Linked DNA regions of Mus musculus: region 2 is linked to region 1. Evidence: chromatin contacts called from public Hi-C data. All regions are on one chromosome and are shown on one strand. The core of a region is the stretch at or near the end of the contact, and the rest is flanking DNA. Distances in the headings are between cores, read along the strand shown.

What was found. Hi-C and Micro-C count contacts between places; a contact is called where the count stands out from the background.
Region 2: a Hi-C map of uterus shows a contact between it and region 1. The contact joins the enhancer-like site here to the promoter of A130051J06Rik in region 1. A contact is called at or near these places in 3 of 39 promoter capture datasets (the C10 cell line, the HPC-7 cell line and frontonasal cranial neural crest), 1 of 484 Hi-C or Micro-C datasets (uterus), 4 of 115 datasets of contacts at active chromatin or transcription factors (embryonic forebrain, embryonic limb bud and embryonic stem cells) and 1 of 9 other capture datasets (pancreatic islet).

What each region holds. Positions count from the first base shown.
Region 1 is chr15:95,800,656-95,806,936 of GRCm38.p6, reverse strand. It overlaps A130051J06Rik (a long non-coding RNA gene), which reads left to right and starts at 2,476. Exons shown (of 2, transcript XR_875618.2): 1 at 2,476-2,661. The region is part of intron 1 of Ano6 (anoctamin 6); the gene reads right to left.
Region 2 is chr15:96,103,091-96,109,371 of GRCm38.p6, reverse strand. No RefSeq gene overlaps it. Among named protein-coding and RNA genes, the nearest start is that of 2610037D02Rik, 92 kb to the left of the region's middle. Within about 2 kb of position 3,236, at least 12 of the 459 cell types and tissues checked have an H3K27ac peak or open chromatin away from gene starts, as enhancers often do. A contact at or near this core is called in uterus, where this site is marked.

The DNA of each region.
Region 1 (6,281 bases), core at 1,227-3,726:
TAGTACACAGCCAGCCTTTCTCTGCCTTCCGGATCTACATCTAGAGTTTCAACCAACTTCAGACTGAAAATGTAAAAAGCCTGCACCTACTGCGGGCTGAGCACACACTTCTTCACACTTCCCCTAAGGAATACAGTGTTAGCACTGGAACAGCCAGGGCAGGTATTAACAGTCTTTACAGTGTATGTGGTCCCACAATATAGAATTTACTTATAGTATACTGTAGGTTATATGGAAACACCATACCACTTACATAAAGGGCCTGAACACCTGAGGACTTTAAGATCTTAAAGCCAGTCCTCCACAGATACCAAGGGATGATATACAGGTTAAAAATCAATAGATATAAACATTATTCAAAAGAATATAAAAACTGTAACATATTAAAAAAAAAACTCAGGAAGTAGGATGGTTAGCTTTAACTGTCAACTTGACACAACCTGGAATCATTGGCAAGAGTCTTGATGTAGGGCAGTCTACATACTGAGCTGGCCTCATGTCTGTGGGAGACTGTCTTAATTAATATGGGAAGACCCAGTCCACTGTGGGCAGCACCATTCTCTAGGCAGTTCACATGGTGGCATCATTCCCTAGGCAGTACCTATGGTGGTATTATTCCCTAGGTAGGAAGTCCTGAACTGTTTAAGAGCACAGAAATCACGCTTAACACATACAAATGCATGCATTCATTTCTCTCTGCCCCTGACAGTGGATGTAATATAACCAGCTGTTTGAAGTGCCTGCTTTAATTTCCCCACCATGATGGCCTATACCCTGGAATTATAGGAGACATAAAGTCCTTTCCCTGCTACTAAGTTGCTTTTGGTAGTGTTTTTTTTTTTTTGATTTTATTTATTATTTATTTTATATGTAAGTACACTGTAGCTGTCTTCAGACACACCAGGAGAGGGAGTCAGATGTCATTAAGGATGGTTGTAAGCCACCATGTGGTTGCTGGGATTTGAACTCAGGACCTTCGGAAGAGCAGTCAGTGCTCTTAACCGCTGAGCCATCTCTCCAGCCCCGGTAGTGGGATTTTATCAGAGCATCAGAAACAAATCCAGGGCAGGACTCTTCCCTGTCCATTTAGAACTTAATATGTAAGAATTCATAAAACTCTTTATTAGTAAAGCAAACAACAGGTCACACACAGGCTATCTCTAACACAAGTCTGACAGTGAACCCTAAAGTTTACTTATTCACAGAATTAATTTTTTAAATTAAAAATTGACCCAGTACCCCATACACACAGCCACACATAAAACCAACCAGGTGTGTGTCTCAGCTCTATCCAACAGTCAGGGTGCGCTGCCTGTGCACTTAACCACAAACGCCTAATTTCCCTCTATTAAACCAAGGAAGACCATTCTGCCCTTCACAGAAACCTCCCTTCATCTATCTGAACTCAGAATTCAAGCAGGCCAGAGGAGAGACCCTGCAAGGAAGATTTGTGCCAGGGAGAAACTGAAAAAAAGCAGGAGGGTGCAGGAGCAAAGCCACCTCGGAGAACACAGTCATCAAGACGTGAGAGACAGACACCTGGCCATGCCAGCTAAGGAATGACACCAGTCTCCATGAGGCAAGGAAAAGGTTGAGAGTCATGCATGACTCATCAGATGCAAACAGTTTACTACAGAATGCTGGTTTTGACTAAAGGGCTTCTCACAAACACTGAGGGGATGTCCACTTCTCATGATGTAAAATACAGAAGGGAGCTTTTCAGCCACATGCTCTGGGATTAAGGCATCCACACCAAGCCTGGACAGCGTGCCATTTTCACTACGTCAGCATCAGGAAGCTCAAGGTCACGAGGCCCCTGGGAGCTGCTTCTCAAAGGATCTGTCAGCTGCCAGATCCACATGTCTGCCTACCACCAGGAGGGATATGACTTCCCCACATCCTAGAAAGCACTGGGTCTTTTTCAGGTGGCGGGCTGAAGCTCAGCCTCTCTCTCATACCATACCCCTTTCACCATCTTATATCCAACAGTCCTAACATGACCGAAGAAGGACAGCGAAAATAAAATAACAGTCAGACGCAAGATTTCAGGCACCACCAATGTGGCAGTCCCACCTGGGACACATCAGAAATGATTAAATCCACTAAGGGACACCAAGCCAGGCAGGCATCCCCCCCCCACCCCCCACACACACACCCCAGGTCTACCTCAAGCAGGAGGCAGGTAGCACCACATTGGACAAGGCTTCTAAAGACACAAACCAGAGCCAGATTGAACCAGAGGCCCTAAGCCGAGGAAAAACATTTCCAAGCAAGGAATATGGACACATGGGGGAATTCGGTGGGAGGCAGGCAATGGCATCAGAGCTCAAGGCCATTGCTAGGCTATTGCTAGGCTCCTGGGGAATGCTGAGTGCTTCAAGGCTTCTCACAGAGAGCCAGAATTAGTTCCTCTGACTGGGGTGTGGCCCTGCTAAGAATTGGGACTCAGGAGCTAGCTCTAGGGGGAGTGTGGATGGGGGCTGTAATTTGATTCAGGCAGTTCCTAGGCCTCCATAACTCAGGCAGTGAATGACTAATCAGCCTTAAGAAATCATGAGTCACGCGGCAGGGAAAGCAACGCCAGCGCCAAGTAACTTCTCTGAGAACTGGGAACCCACGGGCTTGGACAAACACTGTGGAATATTATATCTGGGGCCAACGGTAAGTCCTGCCTCCTCTCTTGGTGCAGGTCAGTTTTAGTTTTGGGTTCTTAGAGCTCTTTAGTTACCAGATGAAGGCTAAGAATATCTGTCCGAAACATGCCTTAGTCAAAATGCCAGCAAGTGCTGACCTTTTGGAAAAATTAATTATTATACTTGACATTCTTGTGTGGAAGGAACAAACCCGCATGTATTTCTCTATGGATTGCTGTTGCACCCAGCAGCCTGGGCACTCAGGGACAGCGTATGAAGTGACTCTGAGTTTGGATTCAGACAGCAAAGCAATTAAAATGAGTACAGTTTGCCTGTACCCACCTCCCCAACTTAAAGTCAGTTAACTTCCTAGTATAAGCAAAAGCATTGTGTGAGCGGTGGATACAACCACAAAAATAACTAAAAGAAAAATAAAAAAGTAAGAAAGAGAAAAAAAGAAAAAAAAAGAAAGGAAGAAATCTGACTTTAAATAGAATGAAAAGGTAGCGTTAGGTAGCATGTTAAGATTTAACCAAAAAAAAGGTCTTTTCCAGATATTCTTGTAGTTCAAATACACTGGACTAATGGGAATAGATAACCACACTAGATTAATCTCCAAAAAAATACCACGTGACATGAAAAGGGGCAAGCATAAAAGATTATTATACTCTACTTTGTTCTATTTGGGTCAATTCCAACAGCTGGCACCCTCAGTTTACAGAAGAGGTCTTCAAACTGTTCCCCTGAACTGAGAAAAGAAATGAGGGATGTGGGGTAGGGGTGGGGGTGGAGGGGCGTGGCCTCCACCTGAGTGTGGGTGGCAGTCAGACCCAGGATCTGCCAAGCTTTACAGTTTACATCGCATATCACTCACTATATGAAGTGAACTTTAAAAATCTAATCAAGAGCATCCGTAGAGTGGGCTCCTATCAGACAAAAGCATGGCAGAAGGCAGCATCAGTCTCTCACACTCCCTCGAGTTCACCCATCAAGAAGACTCCCGTTTGGCCAGGAACCACAAGTAAGGTGAGATGCCATTCTAGGATGTACAACCTAACACAGAATCTCAAGCGAGAGGACTCTTGTTTATAACAGTCAATGAGAACAGAGTTTGTTCTCATGCCCTCCTGCCCCACGACCTGAGAACAAAACAAGCCTTAACTTTCGTCCTTCCATATAACTCTAGGTGCTCTGACAGGAAAGAGAGATTCTCCAGCAAGGGTTTCAGGAGGAGAAGCTGGAGCCAAGCCTCAGTCACCTGTGGGGCTTTCCTGCTCCACCAGACTTCTGATTCATGCCCTCAGGGGCTGGGTTGTGACTCCCAGCAAAGTCAGTCCCGCCTCTTCCCCACAGAAGTGATTCATAGCCCCCAGGAGAGCAGCCAGAGAAGAGAACTCAGTGCTGGCTTAGTCCAGAAGAGTCATTCTGCTCTAGGTCCCCAAGCCCTTGAGGTCAAGAGAGGCACAGATGTGAGCAGGGAATGGCAGTACCCATTGTCTCCCCTCTTCCTTGGGCAACACAGAAAAACTAACAACTGATGACTTCAAAGGTCTTAGCATCCCTTTCAAACCTACGGAAGGGAGAGCATCGTGCTAAGTTGAACTATAAAGCCATCATGAAGGGACCTGAAGATGCAACTGTATTTTATTGCCTCTAACCCAGTGTAGCTATTGCAGCCAACAAACACACCAAGGAATAGTGGGGCTTAGGACTATGAACCACCTCTGCAAGGTGCATGAAAGACCACGGATATCATCATAAATAAAGCCTGCGCCCGACTAGTTCCCCAGGGCAACTGGACCTGGAAACCTGAAAGCAAAGGCAGGGTTTCACATGTTCGCCAAATGTACACTTGAGCCTTCTTCACCCAGCCCTGCTTTTCAAAGCCATGCTCCCCTAAGATCAGGGTATTTTTAGAACTATGAAAAGAACAGCTGCAGGGCCAGCCATTCCCCAGTGAAAGCCCTCCCCCTGGAGAGTGGTGGGCACAGCCAAGATTCTCTTCTCACTGTGCCATCCTGGTTTGCTCTCCTTTTACAGCCTTGAAATATAACTTGCTGCACCCACTTGATACGTCTGCTTCACCCTGCCAGGCAGCCCATGCGCTGAGGGTAGGGGCCATATGTCTTATCTACTGATCAATTCCCAGAGCGAAGACCATACCTAGCACACACAAGGCACTAAAGGGACTTTCAGTAAATGAGCATAATCTTGCGTGCATTTGGCTTTCACGGATCACATCTAGAATACAAACTGCACCAAAGGTGGGGCTGTCTCTACCTGCTCTGTATCCTCAGACATCATAGGACGCATGGCCTACGGGAGGTCTTCAGTACAAAGCTACCAAACTAATACAGCGAGGAAGGTGAGACCACCCCGGTGTGCTAGCATAAATGGAATTTCTATGCATATGGATTTAAAACAAAACCAAAAACATCAGGCTTGATTTGTAAGCCGGGCTCACTGCTGGCAATCCAGTCAAGAGTTCAAGGGAACCTTCCTGGTCAAAGAAATTAGTCAACGCTATCTACGATTGAACTCTTCAAAATAAACACACGGAGCTCGGGACGAGCCAGAAGCCACAGCTGAGGCCGCTGTAACGCCCAGGAAAACCATGATTACCCGATTGCTAAAAAGTCTTTGGTGTTCGCTTACCCTGAGCATGATGAAAGGCTTGTCTGCAAGTGTTCGCATCTCCTCTATGATTTGTAGGCTATAATGAGCCTGTTATAGATGCCAGTACCCAGTGGTCACTAAACACTATTTACATTTAAATGAAGGCAGGAACCGTGAGCGGCCCTCGTGGCAGAGGCTGGACTCCAGGCACTGTGACTGAAGGACGGAATTAGGCTTCCACTAGGCGTCACTTCTATTAAAGGCAGAAGTGTCAGTCAAATAACCTTAAACTCAACTCCCGTCTTCCTTCCACCCCAAGAGATGCAATGCATTAGCTGTCCTCCGGCTGGTGCTCCTGCCGCCCAGCTCCAACAACTGGACACAGTGAATCAGTGGTCCCCAAGCTTCTCAGAACACAGAATGAGAAAGCTTTGTCTCCTGCGCCTAGCCTGCAAATGACACAGAGCTTTCCCTTCTGTTATCATTAAATCCAGGAGATTTAAGCTACAAGGGCAACAACACAAAGCAAACGCAAACCTTCCACTTTATCTACGTTTGTGTCTATTTGTATCTATTTGTGTCTTTTAACCAACTTTCAGACTTTTAAATGCTACCCAATGAACAGGAAACTTTAAGTTTCATGGGCAATTAAACACTTTGGACTTTTTCCTTTTAAATTCCCCTCACGCTTTTAATCCCAGAACTCGGGAGGCAGAGGCAGGCAGATTTCTGAGTTCGAGGCCAGCCTGTTCTACAAAGTGAGTTCCAGGACAGCCAGGGCTACACAGAAAAACCCTGTCTCAAAAAACAAAACAAACAAACAAACAAAAAAAATCCCCTACTATTATAAAAAGTAGAAGGATAGGAACTTCACCTCCCAACCTGTGCAAATGTGGCAGCAGCTCGCGCTCATCCTCAGGGGTCAGAAGTGTCTTGGTGCGGTGGGCAACAGGCAGTGAGGAGTCATCCAAATGCCGAGAAGTGGCTGAGTCCTCAGCCTCAGATGGAATCTTTAAGTTAGTGAGTGCTCCC
Region 2 (6,281 bases), core at 1,987-4,486, 300 kb before region 1:
GGGAATGACCCGGAAGTTGAGGGAGTCTTGAAACTCTCTAAGTCCACCTTTAGTGACATACTTCCTCCAACAAGACTGTACCTCTTAAGCCTTCACTGCAGCTCCACCGACTGGGACCAAGGGTATGGACATGTGTGCCTAGGAGGGAACATGGACACTCAATCCACAAGCTGCCACTCCAGTTCTTGACACTGCTGATGAGAACATTGCAAACATTCATAACATTCAGCATTTTATGTCAGACAGGCAACAGGGTCTGTAATTCTCACGTGAGCAGCTTTCAGCTGGAGTTTCTTGCCTAGCTGTTGATTTAGCTTCTTTCTGAGACAGTAGAGAATCCACTTGTGTCTTTAGAAGTGCACACTTTTGCAACAGTTCACTTTGACGGGAGTTACTTCGACTAACTTGCAGTGAAAGTTTATGCATGTCTTTGTGAAGTTTCTAGCACCTTGCCATCAGAATGAAAAGCCCGAAAGTGAGAGCAAAATAATGTGTCTGGTTATTTTAGAACAGGTGAGATTTTCTTTGATGCATTAGACAACTGATTTCAATTTCTCATCTACGTGTTGATGAAGATGAGGCTGATAAAAATTTTAGTGAAGAAAAAATGAGAATAAGTAATGGGTGAATGAAGAACGCCCCACTTTCCATATTACACGGCTCCTCAAACTTCAATACCAGAGGATGATAGGAAAAGAACCAGGAGCATAGTTATGCCCTATGAAACCATTTTTCTGTTTGGTTGAAATTCAAGTGAGTAAGTGAGTGTTCTTTTTCTTAATTGTTTATTATTATTAATCGTCATTATTATTGGGCTGGAGAGATGTTCGATGGTTAATATTAATAGTGGTTACTGTTCTTGCAGAGAATCTGGGTTCAGCTCCTAGCATCCACAGGGTGGCTCACGAATGTTTGTGACTCCAATTCTGGGAGGTCTGACATGCTTCCCTGGTTCATGTACACGTGTGGTGCACACTTGGGCACACACATACACATACGTGACTAAATCTAAAACATATTTAACTTCTTATTACATTTACTTAATTTTTGTTCCTCTGTGTGTGTGTGTCTGTAGGCACATGCACCTGTGTAGAGAGCTGAGGAAAACTTGTGAGAGTCAGTTTTCTCCCTACCATATGTGTGTTCTGGGAACTGAACTCAGGTTGTCAGGATTGGTGGCAAGAGCCTACTCCCTGTACCTTCTTGCCAGGCTGGAGTTTTGTTCAGGAACACACTGCATAGAATAAGTGAATGTGTATCCCACATTTAAGAGCATAGCGATCTTTCCCTTGGTTTATGAAGAACACATTGTGGCTCTGCGCAATTGTTTCCATTGATTTGTCATTTTACCCAAGCTCTGTGATAGTCACCTTGGCTTCTCAATCCCTCCTCCTCCCCTTCCTCCTCCCCCCTCCTCCCCCTCCTCCTCCCCTCTTTCTCTCCTCCTCCCCTTCCTCCTCCTCCTCCTCCTCCTCCTCCTCCTCCTCCCCTCCTCCTCCTCCTCCTCCTCCTCAGCTTTGTGCCTGGCCACCAATCAGGAACTGCCTGGGCGCTCACAGGTGGGGGGGTTTCCAGGCTTAGTCAAATGAGTGCATCTGTAGCCTCCAATTCAAGTTCTTCCCAAAGAACCGGCCTGCATATATCTGAGAGGTACTTTGCCAATGAGAATGGTTGTGCCAGAGTTAGATTTGAAAACCACATCTATGTGACTTTTCTGGTTCTGCAGGCTCAGGTATTAACAAAGATTTTTTCTTAAGCTGTGGGTGGACATAAACTACCAGTAAGGAGAAGCCTGGGAAACATTCCCCTGCCTCCAGAATGGGCGTTTGGATTCAGGCAGTGTGAAATCAGAGCCATGCTATGTGTGCGTCTTTCCCAGCCCTGAGCTTGGGCTCACAGAAGTTAGGTCCTGCCATTTATTTCGGACAGAACAGGCTCCGGAGATGGCATGTGCTCACCGCCTGCTGTCTACATGAGTCTGATGGCATGTGCTCACCGCCTGCTGTCTACATGAGTCTTTTAAAAAGTCAGCCGTGTGCTTCTGGGTCTGCATCCAGACAAGGCAGAGTATTTGAGGGATAGGTCTCCATCTTATCTTTGCCTGGAATGCTACTTGATATATAGTATTAAAATTGGTAATATTTTGTTGTTATTGGAGGGGTGTTATTTTTTATTTCTTTGAGATAGGGTCTCCCTGTGCAGACCAGGCTGGCCATGAACTCAGATCTGCCTGCCTCTGTTTACCCCACACGCCAGTGCTGGGATTAAAGATGTTTGCCACCATACACAGCTTGATAAATGGCTTTTGATGGAAATTAACAGAGGCAGATAAATGACCTCCTTTCCATTGTCCCCGAACGTGACTGGTGTTCTTAGTGCTCACCTTGTCTTTGAAGTTGTAGGTCTAAGTCGGTCCTTCAAAGCCAGGCTTTTATAGGCAAGCATTTAAAGTCACATTTTAAAAAGCCCATTGTTCTCTCTGATAAATTTTGTTTTGCTTTTCTAGTATACGCCAGGTGCTTTGTATGCAGATACAAATGAGACAGAGCTCTGACCTCAATGAAGTCATTATATTATTAAGTATCTTAACAGCAGCCATTAGCTAATGATCATCCCAGGCAAGTTGCTCTACTCAGAATTCAGCTATCACTAAGATCTTGGCTGCTCTGAGAGATTACTGTGACGTATTATCTATTTGGGCTGACTTCAACACAAGGAGAATGAAGTACTACTGTAACTTATTCAGATAGTAGAATTGTTTTCCAGAACGAGAGCAGCATCTTAGAAATAAAAATCGTTGAAACTTTTACCGACGGGCATTTCGGTAAACGAGGGGAGGGGGGATCAGGAGATGCGATGTCTCCTTTCTCAGGCTGAAGAATGTGATTGTTTCTAAGGAACAAATGCCAGGTTGGTAGGTCAGTGACAACAAAATGAAGTCTTTTCATCTTGTAAAATATGATACCAGGAGAAGTTTATGCTTGATGATAACTTTCTCAAACACCAGGGGAAAAATGCTGATCACATTGTTCTGTAGACTCAATTGTGTTCTCAGCAGGGATACCTAATTGCCTTAATGACGGAGCAGAGGAGGAGAGTATCGCAGCCAGAATGCTTGGAAGAGAGTGGCGTGTTTTCACTGACAAGCTTTGGTTCACGCTAACCCAGGGCAGAGCAGAGCAGAGCAGAGTTCCATCTCCCACAAAGGTTGCGGTCTAAGACAGTAAATCCTGGGAAATCTCTTAGGGAGACGTCTCTGCTGGATGCTGCGGAGGCTGGACAGGGTGTCAGCTCGGTTGTGGGAACCACCTCTCCTAGAATTCCATTCCATGTATGGTTCTGGGTTAGAGTTGGCCACATCTGAAGTTTGCTTGCAGTTAGGAAGACAGCAGGGAGGAGGCTGGCATGACTTCGGAGCCCTGCGCCCTTCTGCACGTTGTCTTCTGTCTACTGCTTCCTCTGTTGGCTGTGGCCTTAGCTGAGCCATGGCTATGCCAGGCCCAGCCAGTTCTTTATCCTGAAAGGTGTTTTCTGTAGATCACCGGCGTCCTGGAGGGTAGCATAGTGAGAGGCAGCCATGGAAACCCTTTGGCTCTTTGAGTTCTAGTTCACCCATATGGGTTCTGGTCTCTCTGTCCTCTGCCTCATACGCAGCATTTCTTTGTAATACTAGTCTTTCTGAGCTACAGCAACTTCAGGCCCACTGCAGATGCTAGGGCCATTGTACTGACTTCCATAGTGAAGTCTACCCTAAGCCTTGTAGCCCATGTCACTCAGAGTGGTCCTGTCTCTGGGTGAGTCCCTAAGTCCTCACTGATAGTACGCTAAACATGAGTCTGTTGGTACATCCACTAACTGATTTCCCTTTTGCCTATTGCTGTGCCTGTCCTCTGAGCCAAGCAGCTACCAGCTTGGGGCATTCATCAACATTCTTTTGCAAAAGACCATCCCGACCAGGTTTATTGATGGTTTACACAAGAACCTACACACATAGACATACATGCAAAGATATACATACATACACATACACACACAGACACTCACACAGATTCATACACATAAAAACACACACAGACATGTACACAGACACACACAGACATTTAGAGATATAACACACACAAACATTCACATACAGAGAGAAACACACAGATACAGACACAGACTTACACAGAAGCATACATGCACACATAGAGACACATACACACAGACACATACACAGATACACAGACATGCGTACTGACAGAGACACACACAGAGACACACAGATATACACACAGACACATGTTTATACAAATACACGGACACAGACATGTCATACAGATATGCACACAGACATGTGTACAGACAGAGACATACCGATATACACATAGACATATGCATACACACACACAAACACACATACAGACACATGTACTCACAGACATAGGTACACACAGATAGACATAAGCACATAGACACACAGCACATACACAGACATGTACAAACAGAGAAACACAGACACACACAGAGGCACACAGACACATATACACATAAACATACAGACAGACACATGTACTTATAGGCATGTGTATACACACACACACGCACACACACACACACACACACACACACACACGTGAGCACATGGGTGGAATAGGTATGGGATTCTTGCCTGAGAATTCAGCAGCTCCCTACCTACCACCTGGCATCTCTGTGTACGGCCTCAGAGAAGAGCTACAGAGATGGGAGTCCATCTATAGAGCTAAAGGGAGTCTCTCGTCCTGCTGAGTGAGACTTTCCAGGTAAGGCATGTCTTGAGGGAGGTGGAGGGGGTTTGAGGGTGTGGGGATGTGGGGGGTGTGTGAGGAAATGTCCATACTCCTATACATGAGCCCTCACTGATGCTTTGTAAGGGAGCCCTGTAAATCCATTGGCTTTCCAGAGTGAACGTTGGAGGAATCCTCCCTCTGTTTGTTGTTGGAACCTTCGAAGACGGGATAGATGTTACTTCTATCCCACCCCTAGGAAAGAATTTTAGCAACACCTGTCTTGGTCTCACTTACTGGTCATCTGACCACGTAGCTGGGAAAGGACATGTGTTTTTTGTTTGTTTGTTTGTTTGTTTGGGTTTTTGGTTAAGGTAGGGCCCAGGCTGACCTAGAACTCACTTTGTGGCTTGGGGTTGCTATCCCTGTGTGCCCTAGCTCTATGGGGAGCTGCCTTCGTTCTTGCCCCTTTCTCTTGCTCAGTGCCCCCAGCCCTGCTGTGGCTTAAACAGTCACGCCTAAGTGGGAACAATTTGAGCTTGGCTCCATGACTTTAAAACTGTAGCTTGAGTAGAGAGCAGCTGGAACCGTGTCGTTGTCCGTGGAATGAAATGAGCATGCTCAGACCCCATGACGACAGACTGGGAAATGCTCCCAGCAGGAAGAGGGGACATGGGAGGACCTGCCCAGCCTATTGTTCTGGAAGAAAAGCCGGGTTTTCTGGTGAGCACACACTTGGTAATAGATGCATCAGTCCAGAGCTGTGTAAATCTTGCACTTGGCAGTGAGTTTTAATTAATGAACTGTCTTCCCTTGAGGCTGGGTTTCTTGATTTATAGAGTTTTTTTTTTTTTTTTTTTTTTTGCTTCACTCACATACTTCTTAAACAAGTCTGCAGGCCTGGGGCTTCACTGTTTCAACCCAAACCACACTCTCTTAACAATATTTATAATTTTCTCAGTGGGATAGTTATTGGAAAACAAACCTTTGAACCCTATGAGAGAGAATCATAAAAGTCCAATGTCTTCTTGTTTTTTACTTTATTTCTTTCCCTAAAAAATTTTTTTAAACTTTATTTTCGTTTTATATGAATAGGTATATTACACACACACACACACACACACACACACACACACACACGTGTGTGTTACAGATGGTTGTAAGCTGTATACACATATATATGGTTGTACACATATGTGTATGTGTGTGTGTGTGTGTTACAGATGGTTATGAGCTGCCATGTTGGTGCTGGGAATTGAACCCAGGTCCTCTGGAAGAGTAACCATTACTCTTAACCCCTGGGCCATCTTTCCAACCTATCTACTTTATTCTTTAACTAAAAGCTCTCAGACACCCTTTGCCTGGAAGAGTTTTCACCCTTGCCCACTTGACACATGGCCTAAGGAACTCTACCTGACCAGTCAGCTTTTCTGACTTCCTCTCAGGATGCCACCAAACCACATCTTGGTGGCCACAGTTTAACCTGGACCCTCTTGATCAATGGTCCTCATGTAGACAGGAACTTTCACATGAGGT